Linked DNA regions of Mus musculus: regions 1, 2, 3, 4, 6 and 7 are each linked to region 5. The links are chromatin contacts, called in public HiCAR-type and promoter capture Hi-C maps. All regions are on one chromosome and are shown on one strand. The core of a region is the stretch at or near the end of the contact, and the rest is flanking DNA. Distances in the headings are between cores, read along the strand shown. Region 1 holds the start of Pigyl (phosphatidylinositol glycan anchor biosynthesis, class Y-like). Region 2 holds the start of Swsap1 (SWIM type zinc finger 7 associated protein 1). Region 3 holds the start of Zfp317 (zinc finger protein 317). Region 4 holds the start of Zfp809 (zinc finger protein 809). Region 5 holds the start of Ppan (peter pan homolog). Region 6 holds the start of Elof1 (ELF1 homolog, elongation factor 1). Region 7 holds the start of Zfp653 (zinc finger protein 653).

What was found. Promoter capture Hi-C pulls out the DNA fragments that hold promoters and counts their contacts. HiCAR-type assays count read pairs that join an accessible place to other places. Capture Hi-C pulls out chosen DNA fragments and counts their contacts.
Region 1: a contact with region 5 is called in a promoter capture Hi-C map of erythroid cells, with 7 times the contacts expected there. The contact joins the promoter of Pigyl here to the promoter of Ppan in region 5. A contact is called at or near these places in 2 of 39 promoter capture datasets (erythroid cells and liver) and 1 of 9 other capture datasets (adipose tissue).
Region 2: a contact with region 5 is called in a promoter capture Hi-C map of liver, with 4 times the contacts expected there. The contact joins the promoter of Swsap1 here to the promoter of Ppan in region 5. A contact is called at or near these places in 3 of 39 promoter capture datasets (erythroid cells, fetal liver and pre-B cells), 1 of 115 datasets of contacts at active chromatin or transcription factors (microglia) and 2 of 9 other capture datasets (adipose tissue and liver).
Region 3: a HiCAR-type map of astrocytes shows a contact between it and region 5, with 4 times the contacts expected there. The contact joins the promoter of Zfp317 here to the promoter of Ppan in region 5. A contact is called at or near these places in 1 of 39 promoter capture datasets (pre-B cells) and 1 of 115 datasets of contacts at active chromatin or transcription factors (astrocytes).
Region 4: a contact with region 5 is called in a promoter capture Hi-C map of liver, with 2.6 times the contacts expected there. The contact joins the promoter of Zfp809 here to the promoter of Ppan in region 5. A contact is called at or near these places in 3 of 39 promoter capture datasets (liver and pre-B cells) and 1 of 9 other capture datasets (liver).
Region 6: a promoter capture Hi-C map of erythroid cells shows a contact between it and region 5, with 10 times the contacts expected there. The contact joins the promoter of Elof1 here to the promoter of Ppan in region 5. A contact is called at or near these places in 4 of 39 promoter capture datasets (erythroid cells, liver and pre-B cells), 1 of 484 Hi-C or Micro-C datasets (B cells), 1 of 115 datasets of contacts at active chromatin or transcription factors (astrocytes) and 1 of 9 other capture datasets (liver).
Region 7: a promoter capture Hi-C map of erythroid cells shows a contact between it and region 5, with 14 times the contacts expected there. The contact joins the promoter of Zfp653 here to the promoter of Ppan in region 5. A contact is called at or near these places in 2 of 39 promoter capture datasets (erythroid cells and liver), 2 of 484 Hi-C or Micro-C datasets (both in B cells) and 1 of 9 other capture datasets (liver).

What each region holds. Positions count from the first base shown.
Region 1 is chr9:22,154,907-22,158,908 of GRCm38.p6, forward strand. Pigyl (phosphatidylinositol glycan anchor biosynthesis, class Y-like) reads left to right here and starts at 1,940. Exons shown (of 2, transcript NM_001082532.1): 1 at 1,940-2,007; 2 at 2,826-3,449. The coding sequence starts at 3,089. The coding sequence ends at 3,304.
Region 2 is chr9:21,954,338-21,958,291 of GRCm38.p6, forward strand. Swsap1 (SWIM type zinc finger 7 associated protein 1) reads left to right here and starts at 1,416. Exons shown (of 2, transcript NM_025870.1): 1 at 1,416-1,667; 2 at 2,340-3,933. The coding sequence starts at 1,425. The coding sequence ends at 2,933. Gm45914 (predicted gene, 45914) reads right to left here and starts at 1,669. Exons shown (of 1, transcript NR_132099.1): 1 at 947-1,669.
Region 3 is chr9:19,620,147-19,624,024 of GRCm38.p6, forward strand. It overlaps Zfp317 (zinc finger protein 317), which reads left to right and starts at 1,945. Exons shown (of 9, transcript NM_172918.4): 1 at 1,945-2,139.
Region 4 is chr9:22,223,741-22,227,694 of GRCm38.p6, forward strand. It overlaps Zfp809 (zinc finger protein 809), which reads left to right and starts at 1,972. Exons shown (of 5, transcript NM_001164624.1): 1 at 1,972-2,092. The coding sequence starts at 2,090.
Region 5 is chr9:20,886,634-20,890,893 of GRCm38.p6, forward strand. Ppan (peter pan homolog) reads left to right here and starts at 1,542. Exons shown (of 11, transcript NM_145610.2): 1 at 1,542-1,684; 2 at 1,774-1,944; 3 at 2,705-2,806; 4 at 3,001-3,051; 5 at 3,138-3,308; 6 at 4,006-4,082. The coding sequence starts at 1,667. LOC115487308 (a small nucleolar RNA gene) reads left to right here and starts at 2,851; the gene lies at 2,851-2,935. It overlaps LOC115487312 (a small nucleolar RNA gene), which reads left to right and starts at 4,124; the gene lies at 4,124-4,203.
Region 6 is chr9:22,115,359-22,119,510 of GRCm38.p6, forward strand. Elof1 (ELF1 homolog, elongation factor 1) reads right to left here and starts at 1,837. Exons shown (of 3, transcript NM_001357311.1): 1 at 1,752-1,837.
Region 7 is chr9:22,068,982-22,073,062 of GRCm38.p6, forward strand. Zfp653 (zinc finger protein 653) reads right to left here and starts at 2,395. Exons shown (of 9, transcript NM_177318.3): 1 at 2,068-2,395. The coding sequence starts at 2,360. It overlaps Ecsit (ECSIT signalling integrator), which reads right to left. Exons shown (of 9, transcript NM_001253897.1): 8 at 4,001-4,081; 9 at 3,265-3,599. The coding sequence ends at 3,343. Gm16845 (predicted gene, 16845) reads left to right here and starts at 2,021. Exons shown (of 3, transcript NR_040407.1): 1 at 2,021-2,183.

The DNA of each region.
Region 1 (4,002 bases), core at 690-3,189, 1.3 Mb after region 5:
GAAGTGGTCCTCCGTGGTTTCTGCTTCAAACTTCTGCCTTGAGTCTCTGCAATGAAGTCCCTCCATGATAGATCGTGACCCCTCTGCTGTCTGCCCCTCATCTCTCTGACACCCTCTTCTGGTATGTCCGAAGAGAGCGACAGTGTACTCATATTCATTAAAAGTAAATCTTTTGTTGTTGTTGTTGTTGTTGTTGTTTTTTCGACACACGGTTTTTCTGTGTAGCCCTGGGTATCCTGGAACTCACTCTGTAGACCAGGCTGGCCTTGAACTCAAAATCCGCCTGCCTCTGCCTCCCAAGTGCTGGGATTAAAGGCGCGTACCACCACTGCCCCGCAAAAAGTAAACCTTTGAAAAAACAAAACAAAAAACACCTTGTCCTAACACGGGGTTTCCTCTTTACCTTTTTAAACCGCCATTTCCCTGTGCACCACGTCTTTCTCCCCTCTACCCAGAGGCAGTCCTTTGCTGTGCTGTCATCATCCTGTCTGTTGTGACCCCCCCCACCCCCCTTCTCCCTCATCCTCTATCTCCTGTCTTTGGCTCTTATTCCCTGCCCTTTGAACTTTGGGGCAAAACCCCTCTACGCTAAGAACTTGGTCTTGGGTATCTTGCGCCAATACTGGCCTTTTCACAGGCGTGTGTAGTGAGTGCCTTTACCTCTTGAACTATCTTGCTGGCTATTTTTTGTTCCGATTTTAAATTTTTAAATTAAAAAATGTTTGTTACTTGCTCTGTGTAAACCATAGGATGGTTTGTCCTCAGCTCTCTCCTGCCACCTTGTGGTTGCAACAGAAGCTGCACGGACTCTATACCACTACTTACCTCTGAGAAGAAAAACTTTCTGATCTTTTAGCTTGCGGGAAGATTAAGGGATGGAGCTTCCTGTGCAGTACTGTGCAGAATCCTAGCTCAGCCTCATTTTTCTTTACGCTGGGATCAGAGATAACACTGCCTCACTAGGCAAGGCAGTGGCCGGCCCCGTGGACAGCATTTACGAACACCGTCCCTCCCCCCAACCCCAAGGCACACACACTCATCGTCTTACTATGTAGTCCGGATGACCTGGAACTTGCTATGTAGACCAGGCTGGTCTCGAACTCACAGAAATCCGCTAGCTTTTGCCTAAGGAGTGCTAGGATTAGGAGTGTGCTTGGCTACATTTTCTCTTAAAACTTCATTTTGCACTTTTTGCGGGAGTACACTCAGGTGTGCCACAATACATGTGTGGAGGTCAGAGGAAAATAGTTCTCCACCATGTGGGTACCGGAAGGTCGATCTCAGGTAGTCTGACCTGGCAGGAAACGCCTATACTCGCTGAGCCATCTCATCAGCACAAACTATTATTTTGCCATTTACCGATTCATACGTAAAATAATGTATCAGTCATCTTTCCGCTGCTTAAGAGGATAGATGATAGTGGCTGAGGCCAGGTGCGATTCAGGATTCAAGTTTATCAATTAGAAGTGGGGAAGGCAGCCGGGCATGGTGGTGCACGCCTTTAACCCCAGCAGAGGCAGAGGCAAGTGGATTTCTGAGTTCGAGGCCAGCCTGTTCTACAGAGTGAGTTCCAGGACAGCCAGGGCTGTCTCGAAAAACCAAAAAAAAAAAGTGGGGAAGGCTTTTCAGTGCAGAAAGACCCCACTGTCTGCTCTGGAGCGCCATGAATAAACTGTGGCAAATACGTTCCTCTCCTACTTCCAGCAGGACTAGCATAGGGGACGCCCAGCCAGAGACGATGGGATCCTTAGCTATCCGGTGCTCTCAGAGTCTTTCTGGCCTCACCCGTCAATCAAGACCACGGGGGCGGAGCCTGAGCCTGGGAGCGAAGGCAAGGTGAACTGTCCAATGAGCACGCGCGGACCGGCTCCATCGCGGGATCTGGGTTCCTCACCCCGCCCCTGCAGGGATTTGATTGGGCGGCTGGCCGGGCTGTCCCGCCTTCGTGGGGCGGTGACTGTCACCGCCAGGCGCCGAAGGGACCGGACTCCTACAGGCCTGCAAACGGTGAGTTGAGGGTCTCGAAATACGAGCGGAGGAGCTGTTGAAACCGGCTGGGGCGGGACTCGCGCCAGCTTGGCGTCTGCGCCATGGACGCCGCCGACTCCGTTTGTCTGGCTGGTTCGTTTTCGGTTCGGCCGGGTTCCCCCTGTCCTGTCTTGCCCCGCTCGGCTCGGCTCGGTTTTCTTCGGCTCGGCTCGGCTCGGCTCGGCTCTGTCCCTCCGTCGGTCAGAGACTGCAGCGGGCTCGTTGCCCCTTCTGGTCCCCGAGGCGACTGCGCCCAAGGGATGGCGCTGTCTTCGGTCTGTGCATTGACCGCGGGTGGCTCGTGACCTGGCCCCAGGTTCTGGTGCTGGTTCCCAGCCAGTCCTCGTATAGAAAGCCTCACTCAGATGTCTGAAGCGAACCCGGATTTGTAGGTCGCATTCCGCTTCCCCAGTTCACAAAAACATTATCAGTCCACCTGTCCTTCATTCTGTTTTTCAAATTGCTTACTTCCCAAAGTAATTCATGACACTTGTAGTGTTTTAAGCATGGTCTGGCAGCCGTTCTTTTGTCACTGCCTCCTCAATACTGATACCTCTGATGGGGGTCACTATAGGCAGTTTTGGAGGACACTCCTTTTTTTAAAGGCTTCTTTCTAGCCGGATGTGGTGGCTTGGGGAGGCTGATGCAGGAGGATCACAACGTTCGAGGCCAGCCTGCCGGTTCCAGCAATCCTGTCTCTAACCTACTCAGTGCTGGTACTGGCTGCTTCCCCATCCTTTCCTCTCCCTTCCCGTCGCCTGCCCTTCATCTTGTCATCTTGCATTTTTCTCATACAGTTAAAAGACCTCTCGCCTGCGCTGCGAGGGACACAGGTGGTGTCTGCAGTCGCTGGTAACCGCTGCGTGTGACGCGGAGGCTGAGGAGCCGGCACCTTCGGCCTGGGACCCCTGGACTTTCTGCGTGCCCTTGGGAAGCATGCCTGGGTGAATGAGGAGTCGGGACAAGGGGAAGATAAGACAAGAGCGCACCCGCACGAGAACAGAACTTTTCAAACAACTGAGTTTTCTTGAGACAGTTAACCTTTTAAGAAGGGAGGAAGATGATCCGGTCCCTGCCCACCATGACCGTCCTCATCCCACTGGTCTCGCTGGCAGGCCTGCTCTACTCCGCCTCCGTGGAGGAAGGCTTCCCAGAGGGCTGCACCAGCGCCAGCAGCCTGTGCTTCTACAGCTTGCTCTTGCCGGTCACCGTGCCTGTGTACGTGTTCTTCCATCTGTGGACATGGATGGGCCTGAAGCTCTTCAGACATAACTAGGGGAGCCGAGGCCCCTCCTGCTCGGGCTGCCTGCGGAGTGGGGCATGGCCGGAGGTTCCTGGCTGTTGCAGATTCTTTTGTAGCTGAAAAATACTTTTCAATAAAATGTCTTATGGGAGAGGAACACGACCAGCCTTCATCCAAAGACTGTTTCTTCTAAGATTTGTTCTTAATTGTGTGTCTGTGTGTGGGTATGCGCATGTGAGTGTGGGTGCCCAAGGAGGCCATGCAAGTGATGGGTCCCTGGAGTTGGGGGTACAGGCAGTTGTAGGCTACCGGAGCTGTGTTCAGATCATCCATAAAGGATGCGAGTTCATGTTCTTAGCCCCTGAGCCATCTCTCTGCCCGCCTATTGCCTTCTCATTTAGTTCTGGGGAACCTCAAGCTGTGAGAGGCAGACCTTGTCCTCCTTACCTTCCTGTCTCTACCTCCTGAGTGCTAAACTTATAGGCAAGAGCTCCACATCCATTCATGTGGTGCTGGAGGAACCCAGGGTTTCAGGAACGCCAAGCCAGCACTCTGCCAACCAAGCACCCAGGCCCTAAGGACTGTCTTTTTTTTAGCCCATTCATTTAAAAGTTAGTTGTTTGGAAGCCAGGCAGTGGTGACACACACACTTGGGAGGCAGAGGTGGATCTCTTGAGGGTCCAGGCCAGCATAGTGAGACTGTCAAAAATAATTTGGGATTTTGTTTCCGC
Region 2 (3,954 bases), core at 166-2,665, 1.1 Mb after region 5:
TAAGGACTGACCTCCACACGCTAGGTGGCACAGGTAATCCTGCACACGCCCACACAAAAAAAGATTTTTAAAAAATCCCAGAAATCGGGGCCAGTGAGATGGCTTAGAGGACTCTTGCCACCAGCCCTGAAGATCTGTCATCCAGGGGCTGGCGAGATGGCTCAGCGGTTAAAAAACACTGACTGCTCTTCCAGAGGTCCTGAGTTCAATTCCCAGCAACCACATGGTGGCTCACAACCATCTACAATGGAATCTGATGATCTCTTCTGTCATGTAGGTGTACATGAAGACAGAGCACTCATATACATAAAATAAATAAATAAATCTTTTTTTAAAAATCTGTCATCCAGGGGACACACATGGTGGGGTAGAAAGAACTGCATCCCATCCCAGAAGTTGTCCTCAGAGTGCATGCACTCTGTGTCAATGGGAGTATATACACACTCACACCAACTAAATAAATGTAATCACCCCTCCCCCCATGGAGGGCAGAGTGCCTGCTCAGCATGGACAAAACCCCGAATTTCACCCCCAGCCTTGTATTAACTTATCATAGTGGCACAGGCTAAAATGTCTGGGACCCTACCAAAAAATAAAATTCCCCATATTCAACTATGCAGAGACAAGCAAACAGGTCTCTGTGAACTTTGCTTCGGTGACATCAGCAATTGTTCACACCAACGCATTACAATGATCACATGGAATCACAATATTCATTTTGCAGGTGGGCAAGCTAAAAGTCTGGTTATCATCATCATTATTATTATTTTTAAAGATAGGTGCTCATGTAACTCAGGCTGGTTGCAAACCTCAATATATATCTAAGGGAACCTACTTTTTTTTTTTTTTTTTTTTGAGACGGTTTCTCTAGACTGGCCTTGATCTTAAGAGATTCACCTGCCTCTGCCACTCAAGTACTGGAATTAAAGGTGCGCGACACCACCGACCGGCTTCTACTTTTTTTAATGTTTAGATTTATTTTTACATGAGTGTGTGTATAAGCGCGGGGCCATAAATATATGGGTGCCACGTGTCCGCGGAGTCCAGAAGAGGGCGTCGGATTCCCTCACACTGTACTTGTGCATGGCTGTGAATCACCTAGTAGATGGTGGGAACTGAACCCGGGTCTTTTGGAGGAGCAGCCAGTGCTCGTAACGACTGAGCCATTCTCTACAGCTCCGACCTAGAGCCTGGGCGTCTCTTTGGAGCACGTTTGGACCCTCGACCTTCCTTTCCTTTTAATCGATCACACGGCTTCTTGCAGCAATTCCCTCAAAGTACCCACTTCCTCCACGCTCCGTGTTTTGATCATTGGCTGACAGCTCCAGCGACGAACTTAGTCTGTGAACTATAGCCAATGAGGCCTCTGTGTGGGCGGGCCCAAGATGAGATATCGCTTTTGATTGGTCAGCGGCACTCAGCAAATGGCGGAGGCGCTGAGGCGGGTGCTGAATGCCGGCTGCGCGGCAAGGCCAGGAGAGGATGGCGCTGCCGGGCCGCCATTGCTGTTGCTCGGCGCTCCGCGCTCTGCGCAGACGTCGCTGCTGTTTGCAGCCGCCCTTGAGGCGGCAGGGGAAGGCCGCGGGTCCGTCCTCTTCGTGACGCGAAGGCCCCTTCAGAGCCTGCCGCTCAGTACACCCACAGCGCGAGAGCATTGGCGGCTCCAGGTAAACGGAGGGCTGGACCTGGCAATGCGTTACCCAATGGCGGGCTAGTTCGCGCCTGAGTGACAGTTCGATAGGCAAATGGCAGCGTGAATCGTAGATTCACAACTAAATCGTCATAAAGCGTCTGTGGAAGTGGTGGGTGGAAGAGGCGGAGTAGGGTCGTGGGACGGGACAGTGCGGGTTTAGTTAAGATGAAGTGAAAGACCGTCCTGTGGTCGGGCGGCATTGGTGAGCATGGGTGACAAACCAAAACAAACCACCAAAAACAACAACAAAAAAATACGGACTGGGATTAACTGAACAGAGAATTTACCTAACATGCGCGAAGCCCTGGGTTCTTTCTATCCCTTTAACCAGACTTGATAATATATGCCTGGGATTCAGTTCTCAGAAGTGTCAGGCCATCCTTGGCTACAAAACGCGTTTGCGATCATCCTGGGTCACATGAGGCCCTGTATTAAAGAAAAAAAATGTTTTTTCCTTAAATAATCTTGAGCAGTGACAACTGCTGGAGAAGGGCAGGTGACAAGGGTGAAGTATTTGAGCTGGTGCTTCATCCTGGAACTTTATATATGGACCATGAGAGCCTAGACCGGAAAGTATAGAAGTGAGGTAGCCATAATAGGGAGTTTTGACCTCCTATATTAAGTCTAGCCTTTTCCTATCTTCTAGAAGGTTCGTTTCCAGTACCCATCCTCAATTCAAGAGCTTCTCCAGCTGCTGGCCTCTGCCCATGAGGCCCCAGCACCGACCCCATCCCTTCTACTCCTGGACGGCCTGGAAGAATATCTCGCAGAGGATCCCAGTGCCCAGGAAGCCGCCTACTTGGCTGCATTGCTTCTGGATACTGCTGCCTTCTTTAGCCACCGTCTTGGAGCCAATGGCAGTTGTGGGCTTGTTGTGGCCCTTGAAACCCAGAAAGAAGCAGAGGCCGATGCCCCACATCTGCCATTACTTAAGCGATATTTTCCTGCACAGTGCTGGTTGCAGCCAGATGCCCTAGGCTTGGGACAGCATTGCTGCCTTCGAGCCAGCCTAGAGTTGGGCAAACTGAGCCCTAGGACAGAGTGGTCAGTGAGTTTCTTACCCTGTGGAGAGATGAAGGTCACCCCATGGCTTGCCCAGGCTTCTAAGCTCAGCCCAGAGAAGAAAGATTCAAGTGCTGGAAGCCAGTCCTTAACTTTGGGATGTGACAACCTCCCTGGTCCTGGGTCTCCCTTGGATGGGATACTTACTTCAGAGACAGGTGCAGATTCAAAGACCTGAAAAATGTAGATTTTCTGTTTATAAACTAGCATTATTGTCATCAGGGCTGGCAAGATCCCTTGGCAACAGGCACGGTAATTTGACTGATTCCCGGGACCCTCGTGGTAGAAAGAACTGACTCCTGCAAGTTGTCTTCTGACCTCCACATTTGGGTGGAAACACACAGCCCTCCACACTAATGATAAATTAGTAATGAGACCTTTAAGATAAGTAAGGCCAGCAGAGCCTTCCTTTGCCCACTCACCGTTGTCAATGAGATTCAGCCATGTTTCCTAGTGCAGGTCTTTTTATCTGCTGCATTTTTTATCCAGGCAGGCTCTCTAAGTCAGGCCAGCCTCAAACTAGATCCTTAGCTGAGGCTGTCCTTGAACTCCTGATCCTACAGCCTCATCTCTTGAGGGCGGGGCCTATCGAGTATGCTCCTGTTCTTGGCTCCTCTTGCACATTCCTTGGGTGCCCGTATCCCAGTTACCTCTATGTGTTGGCTTACGTAGTCATCCACATGACCTTGCACATGTATTTAGGGTGTACAGTTCGGAGTGGATCCACTCCACATAGAGTATGCACACATTTAGCTTGCTTAGGACAGGCCAGCTTAGGGAGGGAGAGGTGGGAGATCACAAGTGCAAGGCTATCCTTGGCTACATAAGGTGTGGGAAGCGATGCTGGCTCACACTGGACCCTGTCTCCAAAACCCAAAGTGGGCCAGGTGTGATGGCACAGGCCTTTAGTCCTAGCACAGAGGCAGGTAGATCTGTACGTATGTGTTTAAGAACAGCCTGCTCTACGTGGCAAGTTCCAGACCAACCAGGGCTACATAGACCCTGCCTCAAAGACAAAAACAAACTAGGGAGCTGGAGGAGAGCCCCGTGGTTGGGAATCCTCTCACTGTGACAGCCTTGGTTCTCTATCTGTCTGAGTCATTTCCACTCCCGTGAAAAACCCTCACCCATATTCCTGAACATAAGCCTAGTAAAGCTCTATTGGTTCACCACATTGGACTCTGGTGGTCTGTGTACTT
Region 3 (3,878 bases), core at 695-3,194, 1.3 Mb before region 5:
TATTTGTTACTTACCTTATTGTTGTGACAACATAAATAACAAGAAGTAACTTAAAATTAAAGAGTTATTTGGGCTTATAGTTTGAGAGGATTCAGTCCATTCTGGTTGGGAAATCCTGGCAGTAGGGGATAAAGCAGCTTGTCATATTGCATCTGCTGTTAAGAAGCACTGAGCAAATGGAACCGGAATCAGACTCTCAAACCTCAAGACCTACCCACTCTAGTGACTCTATCAAAGTTCCAGTTCCTAAAGGTTACACAGATTGCATAAACAGATGTCCCTGTATTGGTCAGCTACATAAGCTTGTGGCTACAATTTTACCTTCAAACAGCAACAGAGTTACAGCAAGAGCCTGGAAATCATTGCTGTATGTCTCAGATGCTACCTGGTAACATTTTTGACTCTCAGTGTGGTAGATGCTAGTGTTAAATTGACCCATTCAAGGTAAAATGAGTAATATTTTGTGAATTAGTGAATGCAGGTTGACAAATAGAAGTATAAAAATGTTGACTGCTACTATCTGAAATTTCCCTACTGCCAAAAAAAAAGAAAGAAAGAAAGAAAGAAAGAAAGAAAGAAAGAAAGAAAGAAAGAAAGAAAAGAAAGGAAAAGAAAAAAAGGAAAAGAAAAGAAAAGAAAGGAAAAAGAGAATACAAATGTATACTAACTTTGAAGATTCTTTAATCTTTAATAGTATCATGATTTTCATGGTCCATGCTGAGAGGATAGGTTGATAATGCAGAAATACTATGGTTATGAGAACTTTATAACTTCATGTGAAGTTCAAATACTATCATAAATCAAATTAACTTAGGCAATTTCCAGTATCCTCAGTTCATTTCATTGCCCATCCCTATATCTGGCTGAACAACCTTTATGAAATTCTTTAACATATATTATTAAGACATGAATAATCTTAATCAATCCTAAAAACTTACAATGCTATAGATAGCAACACAGATACACAGCAGAGTTTTTTGTCCTACTTTTCTGCAAGATATTAATCTATCACCCATCATATTTATTAAATGCCTTGATCTTTCACTCTTTTCATTCTATGACTAATAAAATCCCATGTGTGCAGTTCCTTGGCAAAAATTTGTCTTTTGTCACACCCTCAGTTGGTGTTTCTGGGTCATGGTCTTTGGTATTTGTTTGTGAACAAATTTATCTGCGGCAAGAGTAGTTTTGTGTTGACACCGATTTTGAAACGAACAAGTTGATAAAGCTGCTATATTTGAGGTTAGGTTGGGTGTGTTTTCAGTATTTAAATATGTGTCTAAATATCTTAAGTAAGGCAGTGTAGTTTTGGGGGTATAGGTATGGGTTATGGGTTATAGTGATTGCATACAATATTTAAAGTAGGAAGAGTGACTGCTAACAGGTTCAGGTTGATGATCTTAGAAAGAAGAACAAGCTGAAGGCAGGCCCATAAGATGATGTGGTGCAATTAGAACTTGGAAAAAGCATATATATACATATATACATATATACATATATACATATATACACATATACACATATACACATACACACATACACACATACACACATACACACATACACACATACACACATACACACATACACACATACACACATACACACATACACACATACACACATACACACATACACACATACACACATACACACATACACACATACACACATATATATATTCTACTTGAGCATCCTTGTCAGGGCCGTCCAACTAGAAACTACATTTCCCATAAACCCTTGTCAGGGCCGTCCAACGTAGAAACTACATTTCCCATAAACCATTTCAATCTCATTTAGAAGCAATTAATCGGTTTCGCGAGAGTTCCTAGTTCACCAAGAATGCACGGCTCATTAAGGTTATCAAACTCCATTTCCCAAGATGCACGCCGTGAAGGTTTCACGTTATAAAAGGCTTATGAAGTTTCGCGAGATTTCGAAGACGGACGTGAAGTAGAAGCCATTGCTTCGGGGAGCTAGTGGAAGTCACATGTGCGAAAGGATAGTTGGGGTTTCCCCTGTGTTTGGACCCTCCTGTTCCCCGAAGCGTTCTGAAGCATTCCGGGGCCTTGCGTGAACTTCTAGTTCTTCCGCCTTAGCCGCGGAGACTTCCGCTTCCTGGATTCCACCCTCAGTCTGGTAAGCCCGTGGTTCGTCACTTAACCCGTTAGCTCCAGGAAGCGGAGGGCTGTGGCCGGGATGAGGACAGCAGAAACCTTAGGAGGCGTGCCTTGAGGTCCCCATCCTGGCGACCCAGGAGAGGTTTTAAAATATGTAGACCAGGATGTTCAGGGGTGTCGGAATGACAGTGATTGCTCTTAGCATGGGTTTCCTTCCTAAAACTATCATTGATATGTGCACACCTTTTTCTTTTTGTTATTGTGAAACTTGCCTAATACCTTTTCTATTATGTTAAATCATCAGTTGCTTTATGCGTTTGTTGGCTGACAATCCTCATGTGAATAAATTACTTGTAAACATAGTTGTAATTTAATTTGAAAGTTAATCTAATTAAATACTTTGAACTTTTTCCATAATATTTTTCCAAGCTTTTATATAAAAGCCACAACTTCAATAAACATATAATTAAAGATAATTAAAGATAGCAATAGCTATGTTTTTTGCAGAGGCCAAATTTTTGTTTGTAGTCTACAAGGTGACAATGGTATCCGTAAGTAATAAACATGACTTTAGAAGTTAGTGATGATGGTTACACAATAATGAACATGATAGGTGCCAGGGAAATTGAACACTTAAATTTTAAATAAAATGGCAATTTTTATATTATGAAAAAATATTAAAACGATGACCATTTAGTGAATTTATAAGCTAGATTATGATGGAGATCATTAAAGACTCGTGTGCTCTTGTTATAGTACATATTTTCTCTCCCCTATAGTGAAATATGTGGATTTTGCTGTTCCCCCAATACTATTATGTATTTTAATGAAATCATTTTTCTACTGATCCAAGTATCCCATTGCACCAAGTATCTTAAACTCAAAAGGTAGTCACTTTTCAATAGTGTCACACCTTATATTTTAAAATGAGATGTAAAACCCAGATGCTGCATTTCTCTCTCCAAGGTGTGTTGGGTCTGTATTTTAGTCTTTAGAATATTGACATTTTTATGCCATTAAATTTTATAGTTAATCTGTTTATATAGCTGAGCAATTTGATTTTAAGTGTATTTTCTTTTTTTTTCCTCTCAACCTTTTTTCTACTTGTTTTTTTTTTTTTTTTAATTTTTTATTAGGTATTTTCTTCATTACATTTCAAATGCTGTCCCAAAAGTCCCCTATCCCCCACCTTAGAATTCTGTGGTTCATATTGTTGTTCCTTACCTGTGTTTTCAATAACATTTTCTTCAAGCTGTTATACTTTATGAATTTGAGATCAAGATTATTTCTAAAATATATATTTCTACTAATTTAGTACAGTATTTGGATGTTGTTCATAGGCAGTTCTGTCACCTGACTAAAATAAGTAAATATGCTTCCTTTTAATTATACACATTTGTTATATCCTGGTTTGGATGGAGATTTGAAATATTGGTAGTGAGTTTATCTAGCACAATCATAGATGACCCTGCTTTCCTTCTGACTCTTAAGTAAAATTGGCTTCCCATATGCTGGAATTTTTTCTATTTTTATGTCAAGGAACTTGTCTTTTTCTGGAGGTGTTTTGTTTTTTGTTTGTTGTTTTTAATTTTGTTCATCTGTTTGTTTTTATCGTCCTTTTCTTTTCCTTCTGTATTGCTGTACTCTTCTATTGTGTTTTCTTTTTTTCTGCTCTTTTTTCCCCTGCTGTATTTCAGGTGAATTGAAATATCTTGTGCTTGACCAATATAATGCTGGTATATCGAGTGAATAAGCAAA
Region 4 (3,954 bases), core at 722-3,221, 1.3 Mb after region 5:
CACACAGACGACTGTTGAACTGTGTGGATGGTGGGGTCTCCAAACCCAGGTTCTGACTGAACGGGGTGACCTTTGTAAGTTCTTATTCAGGATGTATATGCTGCATGGATTCAACCATTGTGCTGCCATCAGCTTCTGTTTAGGAAAGGTTTTTCCTTGTGAGTATCAACAAACTCAAGCCACAATTCCTCGCTTTGCTGTGCTCTTAAATGGATACATCTGGACAAAATGGGCAATGTTAGTCAGTTCATTTCATTAAAACATGTGTAAGCACAGTATCATAGCCTACAAATACCCAATGGAATGGAGGTAATACGCATATGTGGGGCACATTATACAAGCCTTTAAATTTTCCTACATTACTAATGCTGAGATTCACCAGAAAAAAACCCAAACTCCACCATTTTGAGCCAAATTTGAAGTAAACTTTATTAAATATTGACCAAGAGATGGACTTTGGTTAGAACCACTTATTTCCTGTAATTTCCCAGCTGAAAGTGGGCCCGGGTCACGTGCTATAGGCCAGGGTCACGTGCTATAGGAGTTTGTAAAGACAAAACCCATAGGCTACCCTCTACTTTCTTTGCCATGGGGTTTCCTTATTTTCCAGGAACTACAGCTTACAGCATTCCAGGAAGGTACCTGGTCCCCAGGCAGGTGGGGCTTACACGTTAATTTGGGATATTACAACATGACAGATTTAAAATGTTGTTGGTCTTCTATTTGGTTATTATACTCTGAATGTTAATACAGAATGAATGAAAACAGTATAATTACACATCTGCATGAAAGGGCCATAATGCAACTCATTACTCTGAGCATTAGCCGTGGTTTTAATAAAAAAGTTTTGCAGTACTGTTTTAAATTTTGTGTTAAAAATTGCTTCTCGGGCTGGAGAGATGGCTCAGTGGTTAAGAGCACTGACTGTTCTTCCAAAAGGTCCTGAGGTCAAACCCCAGCAACCACATGGTGGCTCACAACCATTCTTAATGAGATCTGACGCCCTCTTCTGGTGCATCTAAAGACAACTACAATGTACTTAGATATAATAATAAATAAATCTTAAAAAAAAAAAAAGAAAAGAAAAGAAAAAAAGAAAAGAAAAAAATTGCTTCTCAGCGGGGCGTGGCGGCTCATGCCTTTAATCCCAGCACTCAGGAGGCAGAGGCAGGTGGATTTCTGAGTTCCAAGTCAGCCTGGTCTACAAAGTGAATTCCAGGACAGTCAGGGCTACACAGAGAAACCCTGTCTCGAAAAAAACCAAAAAAAAAAAAAAAAAAATGCTTCTCATGTAAAGCCCCAGAGGGGCTTTACCTGCTGGAAGACCCCAAGTGAGACAAGATCTATGTTTATTTTTTCTGGTGCGCAGGGATCGATCTTCAGCAGTCTCTCAAGCAAGAGACAGGGGGCGATCCCGGTTCTAGCTTACAAGCACCGTATACATTTTTTTTTTTTTTTAGAGGGCAGATTACAGTAACAGCTTCTAGGCACTTGGTGATGGATGGCTAGACCTTTTGTCTGGTTGGCTGGGTGATATCGGGTCATCCTTGGAGAGTACCTTCGTTCCCCAGAGGGCCCAGGTAGCCTTCAGCCAGCACTTTTTTTTTTTTTTTTTTTTTTTTTTTTTTTCTGGTATGTGTTTTGTCAGAGTCGGTCTGGGTTGGGTCAGAGTTGCTTAATCTTATCATTTATCCACAGGTCAGCACCCCCCACCCACCCCCCGCGCCACACACACACACAGAGAAACACAGAGACACACACAGAGACACATACATCACATCACAGTAAGAAAACTTCACGGGAATTAAAATAAATTATTGTGATACCGTTTTTCTGTCCGCTAAGACTTTCCGTATGATCAGACAGCCTTATGCCCTTTGCTACGCCCCGCCTTCCGTCATCGATTGGTGACTTTGACTGTCACTCAGGCCCTGTGACAGGACCGCTCTGAAATGAGGAAGTGGGGTGGATTTAGAAAGTTCAGAGGAGGTCTGAGCCTGCCATCTTGGGTCCTGTGGTCCCCAGGCGTCCGTTGCGGGAAGTTGTGCTGGTGGCGGAGACCGAGTCACAGGACGCTCCCAGTCCCATCATGGTGAGCTCGGCGCGGCGTCCCTGTGGAGCCGGTGTGGATGGCTGTGGGATGGGGGCTGGGCGGGCTCAGGGCACCCCGGAGCGTCCTATCGCGCCCCGACCATGCGTGGGGACTCGAGCTGGCTGCAACGCCCTGCACAGCTCTGCCACCCACAGGCAAGAGACAGGAATGCCTGACCGCTGGGTCGCTTCAGCGCCGGTGTCACACTAGGAACTCTGGGCTTCCGTTTACCTGCAAGGTTGGGATGGGGAACTCTGCGCCCTGTCTGGAAACTCTCGGAAGCTGGGTGCAGGGAGCTGGGTCTAGTAGGGGTGACTCTCCATCTGTCTGTCACTCTGGGATAGGCCTGTCAGTGTCCTGGCTGTCACCAATCAGGAACTTTATAGACTTGGGAGATGTTGATAGAACCCATCCTTAGGATGGATGAGAGACTAGTGGGTCTGAAAGGATCCCCGAGGATTAAATATTTTTGCGCATTAATTGGAGGAAGTGGGGAAGATAAAAATTCAGTTCCTTGTCCTAAACAGTAGTTTTAAAGTATCTGATAGACTTAATCTTAAAATTGCTGAGGTACAGGAATAGCCACGCATTGGATGTGTGTGGTGCAGACTGTGACGTGGTACCGAGGAGCAGAAGGCAAGGGGGAAGCAGTATGACTGTGAGATCTCTTCAGGCCCTGAGTTGCTCTTTTTTTTTTTTTTTTTTTTTTAAGATTTATTTATTTATTTATTATATGTAAGTACACTGTAGTTATCTTCAGACACACCAGAAGAGGGCGTCAGACCTCGTTACGGATGGTTGTGAGCCACCATGTGGTTGCTGGGATTTGAACTCGGGACCTTTGGAAGAGCAGTCAGTGCTCTTAATCGCTGAGCCATCTTGTAGGACCCCAAGAAGGAGCCCCCCACTCAAGTCTCAGGTCGCGGGGTCACCCAAAGAAACATGAGAGACCTTCTTGAGGCAGCTTTAATGGCCGAGCTCCGGGTCAATCAATACGTATCTCACTCAGGAGACAGAGGAATCGACCCTGAGACTCAAAAACTCAGGGTTTTGATAGGGTAGGGTCTAGGAAGAATTGGCGCGGTAGTGAGCAGAGTAGTACCGGGGCGTATAAGAATTCTAAAGCCGGGGGCTTATCAGAGTCGACAATGCATCTGGTTAATGTTTCAGCTTTTAACTATGCTCTCTATAGAAAGGGGGGCAAGCAGGAGGCGCCGGGCTGCCAGATGGTCAAAGAGTCAGCCAAGATCGTCAGAAGCAGTTCCTATTCCCTCCCTTTCTTTACGACCGGGAGACCTGGGAGACCTAGCTTCAAGACGGACTCGGGCATGCCCGGGCTAGTTTTCTTTGCAGTCTCAGTCCCAGGCCTTTTTAGTTTAAACCTTTTATTTTATTTAATTTCCTTTCATTCCCCTCTTCTTCTGAAGAATAAAGATAAAAAAATTACTGAACTCTTCCTCACCCCAGAGCCCGACCCCTCCCATCTAGAGATTGTTCCCAGAACACTCCTGAACTCTTCACCCCAGAATGCATTCCTGAACTCCTCACCCTAGAGTTCGAACCCTCCCAACTAAAGACTGTTCCAAGAACATTTTTGAGATAAGGGCCTCCTGGAACAACCTCAGAATGAACCGGGTACATTGCCAAATAATAGGATATGACCCCTTAGTTACGTAGAATTCCCTTGGCAGAACCCCTTAGTTATGCAAACTTGTACTTTCCCTGCCCCGCTCTCCCCCCTTGAGTTTTTCCTATATAAGCCTGTGAAAAATTTGGCTCGAGGTCGATTCTCCTCTACACCATACTAGGTGTATGAGTTTCGACCCCAGAGCTCTGGTCTATGTGCTTTCTTGCTGTTACTT
Region 5 (4,260 bases), core at 292-2,791:
CCAGAGGAAGTTTCCACACTTCTGCCCATCTGCAGACAGGATTTTGGGGAGCAAAGATGGCCCTCAGGATCTGACAGACAACTGCGTGAGCCCCAAGTGTCAGGGACCACTGTGCCCAGGATCAGGACTGCATCTTTATTCACAGAAGGCAGGGTGCCAGGATACTTAGTTGGGGGTATGTTAAGGGCCTCAGAATAGAGGAATGGCTGTTAAGATACAACAGATGGGACTAGCAGAAGAATGAGCGAGAGAGAAGTGGGGGCAGGAACAAAGGAAGGAAATAGATGCAAGGAAGAAAGAGAAAATGAAGGAGTCAAACTAAAGATGAATGAAAAACATAAGGGAATCCAATACTGGTAAGCTGACGTCACTGGCCGATAAAATTGCCTGGAGAGCTAGCTCAGGGTTAAGAGCACTAGCTGCTCTTACAGAGGACCCAGGTTCAATCCCTAGCACCCACATGGCAACTCACAACCATCTGTAACTCCAGCTCCTTTTTCAGAAGTGACACACAAACATCTGTGCATGCAAAATACCCATGAGCATAACACAATTATATTTTAAAACATTTTAGAGGTCTGGCAAGATGACTTAGTTGAGTAGAGACACCTACCACCAAGTCTGAGGATCTGAACTCCATCTCCAGGCCTCATATGGCAAAAGGAAAGAACCAACTCTTTTTTTAAAGAGTTATTTATTATATGTAAGTACACTGTAACTGTCTTCAGAAACACCGGAAGAGGGCGTCAGAACTCATTATGGTTGGGAGCCACCTTGGGGTTGCTGGGATTTGAGCTCAGGGCTTTCGGAAGAGCAGTCAGTGCTCTTAACCGTTGAACCATCTCTTCAGCCTGAGAACCAACTCTTAAAAATGACCCTCTGATCTCCTCATATGCACCACCACAGATTGGCCTAGTCGGCCATCACTGGAAAGAGAGGCCCATTGGACACGCAAACTGTATATGCCCCAGTACAGGGGAACGCCAGGGCCAAAAAAAAAAAAAAAATGGGAATGGGTGGGTAGGGAAGTGGGGGGGAGGGTATGGGGGACTTTTGGGATAGCATTGGAAATGTAACTGAGGAAAATATGTAATAAAAAATATTTAAAAATAAATAAATAAATACAATCTATTTGGAGAGGGGGTGGACATGGTGGTACAAGTCTTTAGTTCCTGTCCTTGGAAGATACGGGCCCACGGATCTGTGTGAGTTTAGTCAGCCAGGAAGGGTGGCACATGCCTCTAATCCCAGCGCTCAGTGTACGCACGCGGATCTCTGTTAGTTGCAGGCCAGCGTGGGCTGCGTGAGATCCTGTTTCAGAATAAAAAACTGAAAGGCCAAACAAAGGGGGCAGTACGCTTGCCGAAACGTTCAGGATAGGGACTCGAACCCTCAAATAATTGTGAGGCCCCTCTCTTTTGTGCAAAAAGGACCACGGCATCTTTATAAAGACCCCTGGAAAGGATTCTCGGTCCTTTAAGCCGTCCGGAGCCAAGGACCGTTGGATGACGTCACTGGCCGGCACGCAGGAAGTGGGAAGAGTTACGAGCCGCGTGGCACCGGAAGTTGGCCACGTAAAGTCCGTCCTCTTTGCGTCTCCTGCACGGAAGTGAGCGGTGTGCGCCGGAAGCGAATACAGAGGCTGCCTCGTGGGGAAGCAGGCAGCATGGGGCAGTCCGGGCGGGTGAGGCGCGGCGGCCTGGGCGGGCATGGGGCACTGGTGGGGTCGCGGCCGAAGCTTGGGCGCTCACCGCCTGCCTGTCGTCCCCGCAGTCCCGACATCAGAAGCGCAATCGCGCCCAGGCGCAGCTCCGCAACCTCGAGTCCTACGCTGCACAGCCGCACTCGTTCGTGTTCACGCGAGGCCGAGCGGGTCGCAATGTCCGGCAGCTCAGCCTGGATGTGCGGCGGGTCATGGAACCTCTCACCGCTACCCGCCTGCAGGTCTGTATCCCTCAGCCCTTCAGCTCCAGGTTCGGGGCTCGGCATCTTGGCGAGGACTTGGGGCCAGAAGCTGAGCGCCTGCCTTCCATGTGGGAGGGCTTGGCTGAATCCCCAGCACCTCTGACCCAGGCTTAATGGTGTGCAGGCGAAATCGGGAATAGAATCGAGGGGGAAGATCACCATAGAGACCATCTGTGGTTACATAGTGAGGTCTTGTGTAAAAAACGGAAAGTCATACTTTGGGGGCAATCGCTAGGTGACTCAGTGGGAAAGGGGGCTTGCTGTTAAACTGTAGTTCAATTCCTGTGCCCCACGTAGTGGAGGGGGTGAAACAGCTCCTGAAGTCCTCTGACCTCCATCTTTGCGTCCCTCCCAACAGGCTTGTAAAAAATACTTTTTAAAGAGTATTTTTGAGTGCTGGGGCAATAGTTTAGGGGTACAGGTAAAACCCCAATACCTCCAGAAAGGAGTGTGTGGTCAGAAATACCATCTCAGAATAATCGTTTAAACGTCTTCTCTCAATGTTTGTGTCCGTTTCTTTTTTTTTTTTTTAAAGATTTATTTATTTATTATATGTAAGTACACTGTAGCTGTCTTCAGACACTCCAGAAGAGGGTCTCAGGTCTCATTACAGATGGTTGTGAGCCACCATGTGGTTGCTGGGATTTGAACTCTGGACCTTCGGAAGAACAGTCGGGTGCTCTTACCCACTGAGCCATCTCACCAGCCCCTTGTGTCCGTTTCTTTCTCCATTTATCAGGTTCGAAAGAAGAACTCCCTGAAGGACTGTGTGGCAGTGGCTGGCCCCCTGGGGGTCACACACTTCCTTATTTTGACCAAAACAGATAACAGTGTATACTTGGTGAGTGCGCGCCACACCGTCCCTTTCCCTCCCTGAGCCCCAGCTGCTCCTGTCTGATGATGAGCCCATTGCCCTGAGCTCTTGTGATGCTGGCTTCAAAGTAAACGCTCTGAAGTGAAGGAGCAGGGCTTTCCCTTCTCTCGCCCCACCCGCCAGCCAGACCCCTGCACCCTCACCCACCCTTTCTTTGGCAGAAGCTGATGCGGCTCCCAGGAGGCCCCACTTTGACGTTCCAGATCAGCAAGGTGAGAAGGGTAGATATGAGAGCCCGGCTTGCCTGGGGAGGGCCCTGGTCACACGGGTGCTTAGCCTCTCTTCTCCCTCCTTTCAGTATACACTGATACGGGACGTGGTCTCTTCCCTGCGCCGACACCGGATGCACGAGCAGCAGTTTAACCACCCTCCCCTCCTGGTGCTCAACAGCTTCGGCCCCCAGGGCATGCACATCAAGCTCATGGCCACCATGTTCCAGAACCTGTTCCCGTCCATCAACGTGCACACGGTGGGCCAGATCTGTGACAGCTGCCGGGGCCAGGGTTGGACAGTTGGAGGGGGAGCAGACCACATGTTACGCCTCCATTGAGTGGAGAGACTCGCTTGGCATAAAGCAACTGATTTGATGTTAAATTCGGAGGCGGGGCTAGGAGTTGATAGGAGGGTCTCATATATCTCAAGCTGGCCTCCAACTTTGAGGCTGATGCTGGACTTGAACTTCTGATCTTCCATCTCTTCTGTGCTTAGTACACCTTGAAAGGTGTTGGGCTTTGTGCATTGTAGGCCGGCACTCTGCCAACTAAGCCATTTCTCTGCCCCTTATTCTGGATTCAAGGTCGTATGTTAGACCAGGCTAGGATTAGACTTGTGGTCTTTTCTAATAAGCCACCTAGGAAGACTAGAGTGTCAAGTACGCTCCTGGCTCCAGAGCTTCAGATGCTAAACCCTGGCATCAGTGCTTCTCAGATTAGGTTCCTTACAATGTCTTAAGTCTGGTGGTTGGCTTTGGTGGCCCCTTTAGCCAGTGCTTCAGACAGTCTGAGGACTCTGGTTGTAGTAGCCCCTAACACCTGCACTAGGCATCCTAGTGCCTTCTGCAGACACAGACTGCTGGAGAAAGCTACACTCCTTCCCAGCTTGGTCCCTGGTTTCAGCACATAGTTCCCCAGGCAGGCGGCTCACGGTCCCCTTGCCTCTACTCCCAGGTGAACCTGAACACCATTAAGCGCTGCCTCCTCATTAACTACAACCCTGACTCCCAAGAGCTGGACTTCCGACACTAGTGAGTGTTGGTGAGAGGGAGGGAGGGACTCAGTGTGGGACACCCGTGCACCTGATGAGAATTCTGCTGCTGAGGTTGTGTGATTGCTCAGACTCAAAGTAAACGCCCTGATGCATGTACAGGAGAGGGCAGAGAGCTGACCGTGGACTCCATGACCATTCACCTCTCCCCCTACTCC
Region 6 (4,152 bases), core at 587-3,086, 1.2 Mb after region 5:
ACAATGTACTTACATTTAACAATAAATAAATCTTTAAAAAATAAAATAAAATAAAGGTTTACAGTTGTTTTGTTTTTTTCAAGACAGGGTTTCTCTGTGTAGCCCTGGCTGTCCTGGAACTCACTTTGTAGACCAGGCTGGCCTCGAACTCAGAAATCCGCCTGCCTCTGCCTCCCGAGTGCTGGGATTAAAGGCGTGTGCCACCACCGCCCAGCAGGTTTACAGCTCTTAACATGAAAACTCAACAGGGTTTCTCTGTGTAGCCCTGGCTGTCCTGGAACTCACTATGTAGACCAGGCTAGCCTTGAACTCAGAGATCCAAGTTTATCATCCACCTGCCCCTGTCTCTCCTGGGCTGGGATTAAAGGCGTGTGCCACCACCACCTGGCAACAGGAACACGCTTAACTGGATGAATTCAGCTGATAGTAGCCAAGCATGGATAAGGCTCTAGGGCAGGGGTCCTCAATCTGTGGGTTTTGAGGTCACATATCAGATACCCTGGATCCAGATATGGCAGACACAAAAGATAAAAATAAATAAATCTTTAATATATCTGTACTAATAGTTACAGATGACAGGCTCCTGAGAAAACTTGTAACTGGATGAATCCTATTTCTACGAGGCTATTAGAGCGAAATACAAATCTCTGAGCTGGGGCTACTTTGGGTGAAAGAGATCAGGAAAGACCTTCTCTTCTGGAGTCATTCCAGATGACAAAAGGCAGCTTTGATGACAAGACAGCCAGGAAGAGTCTGAGCCAGATGAAGGGTTTTCTCGTCGTTTTACTTCAGAACGAATGGCTGAAGCTCCCGGAGCAACGGAGACAAAAGTGTGAGACACACAAAAGGAAAGGCCAAACCCTCACGGTGAAGCGTTGCCTGGTGCCGAGCCCAGCTGTCAACTGTCTAGGTGGATGTGTTTGCATCCCCTCCCATCTGGCCCTGGCAACCAGCTAGCTACAACGGAATCGCAGGCGGGGCAGGCGGGGCATCTTAGTCGATCCTGTCTCAGCTGCTATGGGCACTGCTGCCAAGCCAGAAAAGCTGAATTTGGAACCCTAACCCACGTAAAGGTGGAAAGCGAGGATGTATTTCCCAAGTTGTCCATTAACTTCTGTACACATTCTACTACACATATAGGGAAAAATGTAGGACAAAAGATTTCTAACACTTTCAAAATAGGGCAAGGGAGATGGCTTGGCAGGTGAAGTTGTTGGCTGCCTCTCTCTCTCTCTCTCTCTCTCTCTCTCCCGCGCGCGCACACACACACAGCATCCAAAACAAACTCACGATCACCTTAAAACTCCTCAAAGCTCCTCCGGCGTCTGCCACCCTGCCCATCAATCTCTGAGGAAGGATTTCACTTGGTCACTGCTGTATCCCCAGGACGCACAGTGCTTGGTATACCTTAGGCACTTAATAACTACTTGTTGAACAAATCAGTGAATTGCCCGGAATCTGTCTCTGTGGGGCCCCAGAATCCCACCGGCAAACCGCAGCCTGCGAACGAGCCATGGTGTCCCGAGGCGACCGGGACGGCGGGAAGGGATCTGGGCAGAGCGACGGCGTCCGCCTCACCCAGGTTTCGGTGGCGCCGCCCGCTCGCCCAGCTGCAGGGATCCAGGGGTCAGGCTCCCCACGAGGCCGTCCTCAAAGCCATGCCCCGGCCTCAGCTCTACGCCCTGCGGGTGATCTAGAGAAGAGCGCCGGTCCGCCCGGCCCAACGCCCGCCCGCGAGACCCTACACTTACTTGTACCAGCCCTGCCTCTCAGCCAAGGCCGCTTCACCCAGGAGACGCTAACTTCCGGCCCCTAACGGAAACGGAAATATCGCTTTGGGTTTCCCGCCCACTCCTTAACCAATTAAATGCGCGTGTAGACCCCGCCTCCAACTACCTGGCTCCGCGCAATTGTTACAGCGCATGCGCCACAGTCCTGCTCAATCACAAGCAAAATCCTAGGGGTGTTCGTGATCGCGAGGAGCGGTGGCTCCACCTGTACTCATCCTGGTTAAGGTCCTCACCTGTAATCATCTTCCTGGATTCGTCTCACTTGTCTTACCTCCTTGAAACCCTAGATTTTCCCTACCCTCCATGCTCACTCCAATATCCTAGCCCTAGAAGAGACGAGTTGGGAGAGGGAGGGGATCAGCGGGATTGTGAGACAGGAGAACGGGTAAGGGGGTTTAATGGTCAAAATACATTGTACTAGTCAGAGTTCTCTACAGTCACAGAACTTATGGAATGTCTCTATATTGAGGGGATTTATTGTGATGACTTAACAGTCTGTAGTCCAACTACCCGAACGATGGTCAGCTGTGAATGGGAAGTCCAAGAATCTAGTAGTTCGTCGCTCAGTCCCACGAGGCCAGTTGGTTTAGCTGGTAAAGAAATAGAAATAGGTTCCAACAGACGTACTGGCAAGTAAATGCAAGCAGGCGAAGAAAAGTGAGCCTTCCTTCTTCCAGGGTCCTTATATGGGCCTCCAGCACGCTTGTCAGGTAAGCTTGAAGACAGGAGCTTGAATCCCTAGCATCTACAGAAAAGCCAGGTAGGCTTGGTTACCCGCCTGTAATCCAAGCCTGCAGGAGACAGGATCCCCAGGGCACGGTGACTAGCCAGATGAGGTGAGTTCTGGGTTCAAGAGACACTGCGTTACATCAATATGTAAGATGGAGAGATGTGAGGGTCTGGCTTTCACATGCAGACCCTCACAAATATACCTGCTGAGTACATACTTCTTTTCTTAATTAAAGGCTCTGACCAGCAAGATGGCTCAGCGGGTAAAGGCAATTCTTAACACACACACACACACACACACACACACACACACACACACACGGAAAGTGCTTAGCTGTGTCACACGTTGTTACGCATGCTTTAAAGAGAATGCCCTATAGGGGGCAGTGCCATCCTTGGAACTGCCTTTTCTGAAGACCATTTCTGGTTGGCAGCATCTACTCACACAGGAGTGTAGTGGTTCAGGACTTAAATCCCAGTACTCAGAAGGCAGAAACAAGATCTGTGCTAGTTCTTAACCAGCCTGGGCTAATGTGAATAATTCAAAGCTAACCTTGGCAACAGTGGGAGGCTCACAAAAACAAAACAAAACCACAAATGCACGTGGGATAAGTCTATGCATGTTACCCTGTAGCTTGCCGACTTGATGAAATATCTTGCCTGCAGCGTGAGAGAAGACGAGTTTCTTCTGGCTCACAATTCAAGGGCATGGTCTGCGGCGACGTGGAAGACTGGCAGCAGGGGCTTGGGGCAGCCAATCACAGGGTTTCTCTCTATAGCCCATTCTGACAATGAAATCCTTCTATCTCAGCCTCCTGAGCTGGGATTACAGGTGTGTTCAACCATGCCGTGCTTTTGACTCCTAACCACAAGGACTTGGCCAGCCATCATGCCTCGTATCAAAATAAATAAAATCACAGAATTAAAATAAACAATCCGATGTCTTAGCCTGGCTTGTTGTAAGTCGTCATGCCAGCCTCTGTGGAGGCTGAAGCAAGAGGCTAAACAGATCAAGGTCAGCCTGGGCAACTTAGCTCCAGCCCCCAAAACTTAAAAAAAAAATCAAAGATAGGCATGGTAAATCGACCCTTTAATTTCTACACTCAGGATTGGGAAACGAGAAATCTGCATACACCAGAGACCAGCCTAACTTCACAGTGGTCTCCAGAAAAACCCAAGCTATACGGTGAATTCTTGTTTCAAAAAGCCAACCGTGGGGTGGAGAGACAGCTCACAAGGTAACCATGATTGCCCTGCAAGCTAGGTGACTCGAGTTCAATACCCAGAGTCCATGGTGGAAGAAGAAAAACCAGTCCCTCCAAGTAGTTCTCTGGCTTCCATGTGTGTGTCATGATATATGTGCACATACACACACACACACACACACACCAGTAGTAATAAACTGGGTGTGGTAGCACACAGCACCAAGGAAGCAGAGGCAGGCAGAGCTCTGTGAGTCTGAGGCCAGGCTGGTTTACATGGTGAGACCGTATCTAAGAAAAAGCACCCAGGGACTGTGGATTGCGTGGTCGAGTGTTTGCTTAGCATGCACAGGGCCCTGGGTTTCACTTCAAGTGCAGGGGACAAACAACATTGATCTCAAAACCAGCAAGTGGTAGCTACTGTCACCTCA
Region 7 (4,081 bases), core at 1,145-3,644, 1.2 Mb after region 5:
CCTCCTCCCTGGCTGCCCAGGGCCTACCCTTACCACTCATGCTTCTGTGTCCAGGTTTCCTGGTTTAAAAAGAACGTGTTAACTCATTTATTTACAGGGTAAGGAATGTGCCATAGTGCTTGTGTATGGAGGGCAGAGGATAACCTGAGGGAGGAGCGTCCTTCCACTACCATGTGTCAAACACTTTCCTCTGAAGTGCTGGGATTACAAATATGCAAAGAATCTAGAGCTTCATGAAGGATGGGCAAGCTACTGATGGAGCCATATGCCCAACTAGTAGGGTTGTGTGTGTGTGTGTGTGTGTGTGTGTGTGTGAGAGCGTGCGCCCAGAGCTTCTCACACATGAGACACTCCACCACTGAGTTATACCCCTTGCTCCTAGCTGGTTATTGCCCCTAAGAATCAATGTATTTTTGTTTTTTGTTTTTGTTTTGAGACCTCTGTCTCTCTGTGTAGCCCTGGCTATCCTGGAACTCAACATATAGACCCAGCTGGGCTCAAACTCAAAAAGCTCTAGTTGCATCTGCCTCCAAAATGCTGGAATTACAGGCATGTGCCACTATGCCTGGATAACTTCTTAAAAATGATTTTACTATTTCATGTGCATAAGTTTTTACTTGCATTCATGTCTCTGCACCTGCCTGATGCCCTTGGAGGTCAGAAGAGGGCATGGAATCCCTTGGAACTGGAGTTACAGATGGTTGTGAACCACAATGCTGGTGACTGGAACCAAACCCAGGCCCTCTGAAAGAGCAACAAATGCTCTTAACTACTGATCCAACCTCTTCAGGGCCTAGAATCAACTCTTAAAGAATCATTCATACAGATGAGTGCAGACAAGAGCAGAACACGCTACACCTGAACCCTTACTATGGGCCAAACCCTTTCTATGCTCTCTATTTTCATTTTGTATTTTATTTGAGATAGAGTATCGTTATGCAGCCCTGGCTGGCTGGAACTGTCTGTGCAAACCAGACAGATAATATCCAATCCAGTGTTCACACCATGCAGCTACTGGCTGGGGAAGCTGGGGCAACAGCTGGAGTCCCAGGGTGAGCTTTCCCTCCATGGCTTAGCATCCAGCTTGTCTTCCCACTGTGGACACCTGCACTGTGAGACAGCAGGAGTAACCTCTATTGGAAATGCTCCACCTTCTAGCTGTTCTTAAGGGCATGGGGTTTTTACTCTTGGGCACTTCTGCTGTCCTTGTCTCTTCCTGGAGGACACTGAGAGAGACATGCTTGAGTCTCAAACAGGAGAGGCCATCTACACTTTCAGAGCCTGCTTCTCAGTGTGGCAAGCTGCACATGACAGTTTACCAATAGGTCTGACAACTACAGCGTGGTGAACCATTCATGGTCTTAGTCTGATCCCTAGAGGGCACGTGGTAGAAGAGGACTAGCTCTGCAAAGCTGTCTTCCCACCTCCTTATGTGGGCCTACATACACCACACACGCACACATACACAAGAATAAAAGTGCCCTCACACCAAGCCTGGCACATGCCTTTAGTCCCAGCACTCAGGATGCACACAAGTAACCCTGACAAGGTTGTTGAAACAGGTGGCTGGGTTAAGGCTGCTTTCTTGTTGAGGATCCGGGTTTGGTTCCCACAACCTACATGGTGGTTCACAATGGTGGTTTCTGGGGATCCGACACCCTTTTCTGACCTCTGCAGGTAGTTCATGCACGTGGTACACATATATCCACGAAGGCAAGGCACTCATACGCAGAAAATCAGAGTGCCCAGCACCTTTGGAGGTTTACACCTGAGAGCCAGCCCCAGGCCAGGCCAGTGGAGGCGGGTCGACTCTTCAGACGGGCCAGTCGGAGCTTCCGAAGGCGGGCAGAGGGGTGGGGCACAGGCTTGCATTGGGTAGTCAATGGGTCGGAGGCGGAGCCGCGAGGAGGCGCGTGAGGGGTCTGGGTTGCCTAAGCCCGAGACCGAGGGCCGCCAGGCGGCCCGGGGGTGGGGCTTCACGCTCCGGGGGCGGGGCCGCTGCCCTTTTCGTCCCTCCCCCGGCTTCTTCTCTCCCTCCCTCCCTCTCCCGGCCCCGCGCCCCCTTACCCGTGGCGACCGCTACGCTGGCCACGCTCCAGCGAAATGAGGTAGGCGGCAAGTTTGGCGTCGCTCCAGCCGCTGCGGCGTCTCAGGTCCACCCAGGGGCCGTGCGCCTCGCCCAGGTACACGCGCCGCACGTCGTACTTCTTCCGGGACTCGAGCCGCCTCCGGGCCCGGTCCGACTCGGTGAGCCGCGGCCGGCCCCGCGCCTTTCTGCCTGCCGCGCCTTCCTCTGCCGCCGCCTCCCCGCCTGCGCCCGCCTCCGCCTCCGCCCCGGGCTCTGGAGCCCGCTCCGCCATCCCCCCCTCCCTGGTTACCGGCCTCCCCCGTTGTTAGGAGCCTCGACCGGAAGTGGCGCGCCTAGTCTGCGCCGCCGGGAGATTTCTCACAGGGTCTTCTCTGCCCGCGGCGCCAAACGGGGACAACTAGCCATAGCTGCGCATGCGCGTAGTCCGTCCGGCCCAGGCCATGGAAGTGCGTTCTGTTGACAAGTCAGTTATTTGGGAGGTAGAGGCACTGGGTACTGAAACTCAGGTAATCCTTGCCTCTCTATTGAATTCTTCGGCAATGTGATTAAAGATTTTTTCAAAAGGGCTGGAGAAATGGCTCACTGGTTAAGGGCACTCACTGCTTTTCCAGAGGACCTGCGCTCAAATTCAGCACCTACATGGCAGCTAGAACTGTCTGTAATTCCAAGATCTACCATTCTCACATAAACATATATACATGCAGAACACCAATGCACATAAAATAAAGGTAAATACATTTAAAAGATGTTTTTAAAGGCCAACAAGTCGGCTCTGCAGGTAAGGTGATGGCTGGCATACTTGACAATCTGAGTTACATTTCCGAGATTCACAGGGTCATATATCGGAACAGACTCCAGCAAATGGTCTTCTGACCTCCACACATCCCTCCCATACCATAAATATATAAATGGATTTTTTTTTTTTTTTTTGGTTTTTCGAGACAAGGTTTCTCTGTGTAGCCCTGGCTGTCCTGGAACTCACTCTGTAGACCAGGCTGGCCTCGAACTCAGAAATCTGTCTGCCTGCCTCCCGAGTGCTGGGATTAAAGGCGTGTGCCACCACGCCCATCTATAAATGGAATTTTTGAAAAGACAAGTTTAAAAAAGGGTCCCAAGGTGGTAAACCCAAAAGAGCCCATGCAGAACATACGAAGGGAAGCCACAGGGCCAGGGAAGAGGTTTTGATTTTTTTATTTTCTCCATATTATTTCATACCAGCCCAGTCTTTTCTCCTCATGCCAGCTCTATCTGACTCAACTTTGCCCCTGCTGCTGCTCTGCCTGAATGGTCTCATCATCTTCCTCAGGCCCCTTGGGAGGACTGTGGGGAGGGGACTGTCCCTCCAGCCTTGAAGTTGTCAGGAGCTCCCCCGTGGACCTGGCCAGGCGGAATACCACTGGGATCTGTGCCAGGGTTGGGTTGGTCTCCTGCAAGCCTTGGATCCACTTGATCAATGTTGCCTGATCATGGGCACCAGCCATGCACATGGCGAAGACAGGGCCTTCTGTCACTGTTAGGAGAAGAGTTTGTGTCTCACCACTGTGACGTACTCTGAGCACCTCCATGAGTTCACAGCCAGCTCCCTGTGCCACATAAATGTTCTACATTTCCCTTGGCCATGCCACCCGCTGCTCAGATACTATCAAGAGACTAAGTTTGAGCCCTAACTTGGAGGCTACCATGTGCCTCCTCCCAACTCCCCACATATAACTTGACTGTTCCCTGCTGACCTGAGGCTTGCGCGTATTCTGGTCACATCACTAGTCAGTATAGAATGCTCCTTAAAAGATAGTACAAAGGGGAGAGGGAGTAGCCAAGGAGAGGTACCCTGGGGGGCATATGACCCCTCATCCTGTGGAGCGTGGACAAATGGCCACCACACAGATGTGCTGTGTTGAGACCTGCTTTTACCTTCATCCACGTCAAACTCATAGTCGTCCCAACCACTCCTTGAATATTCCAGGTCCAGCTTCTGTGGGTAGTACAGCTCCC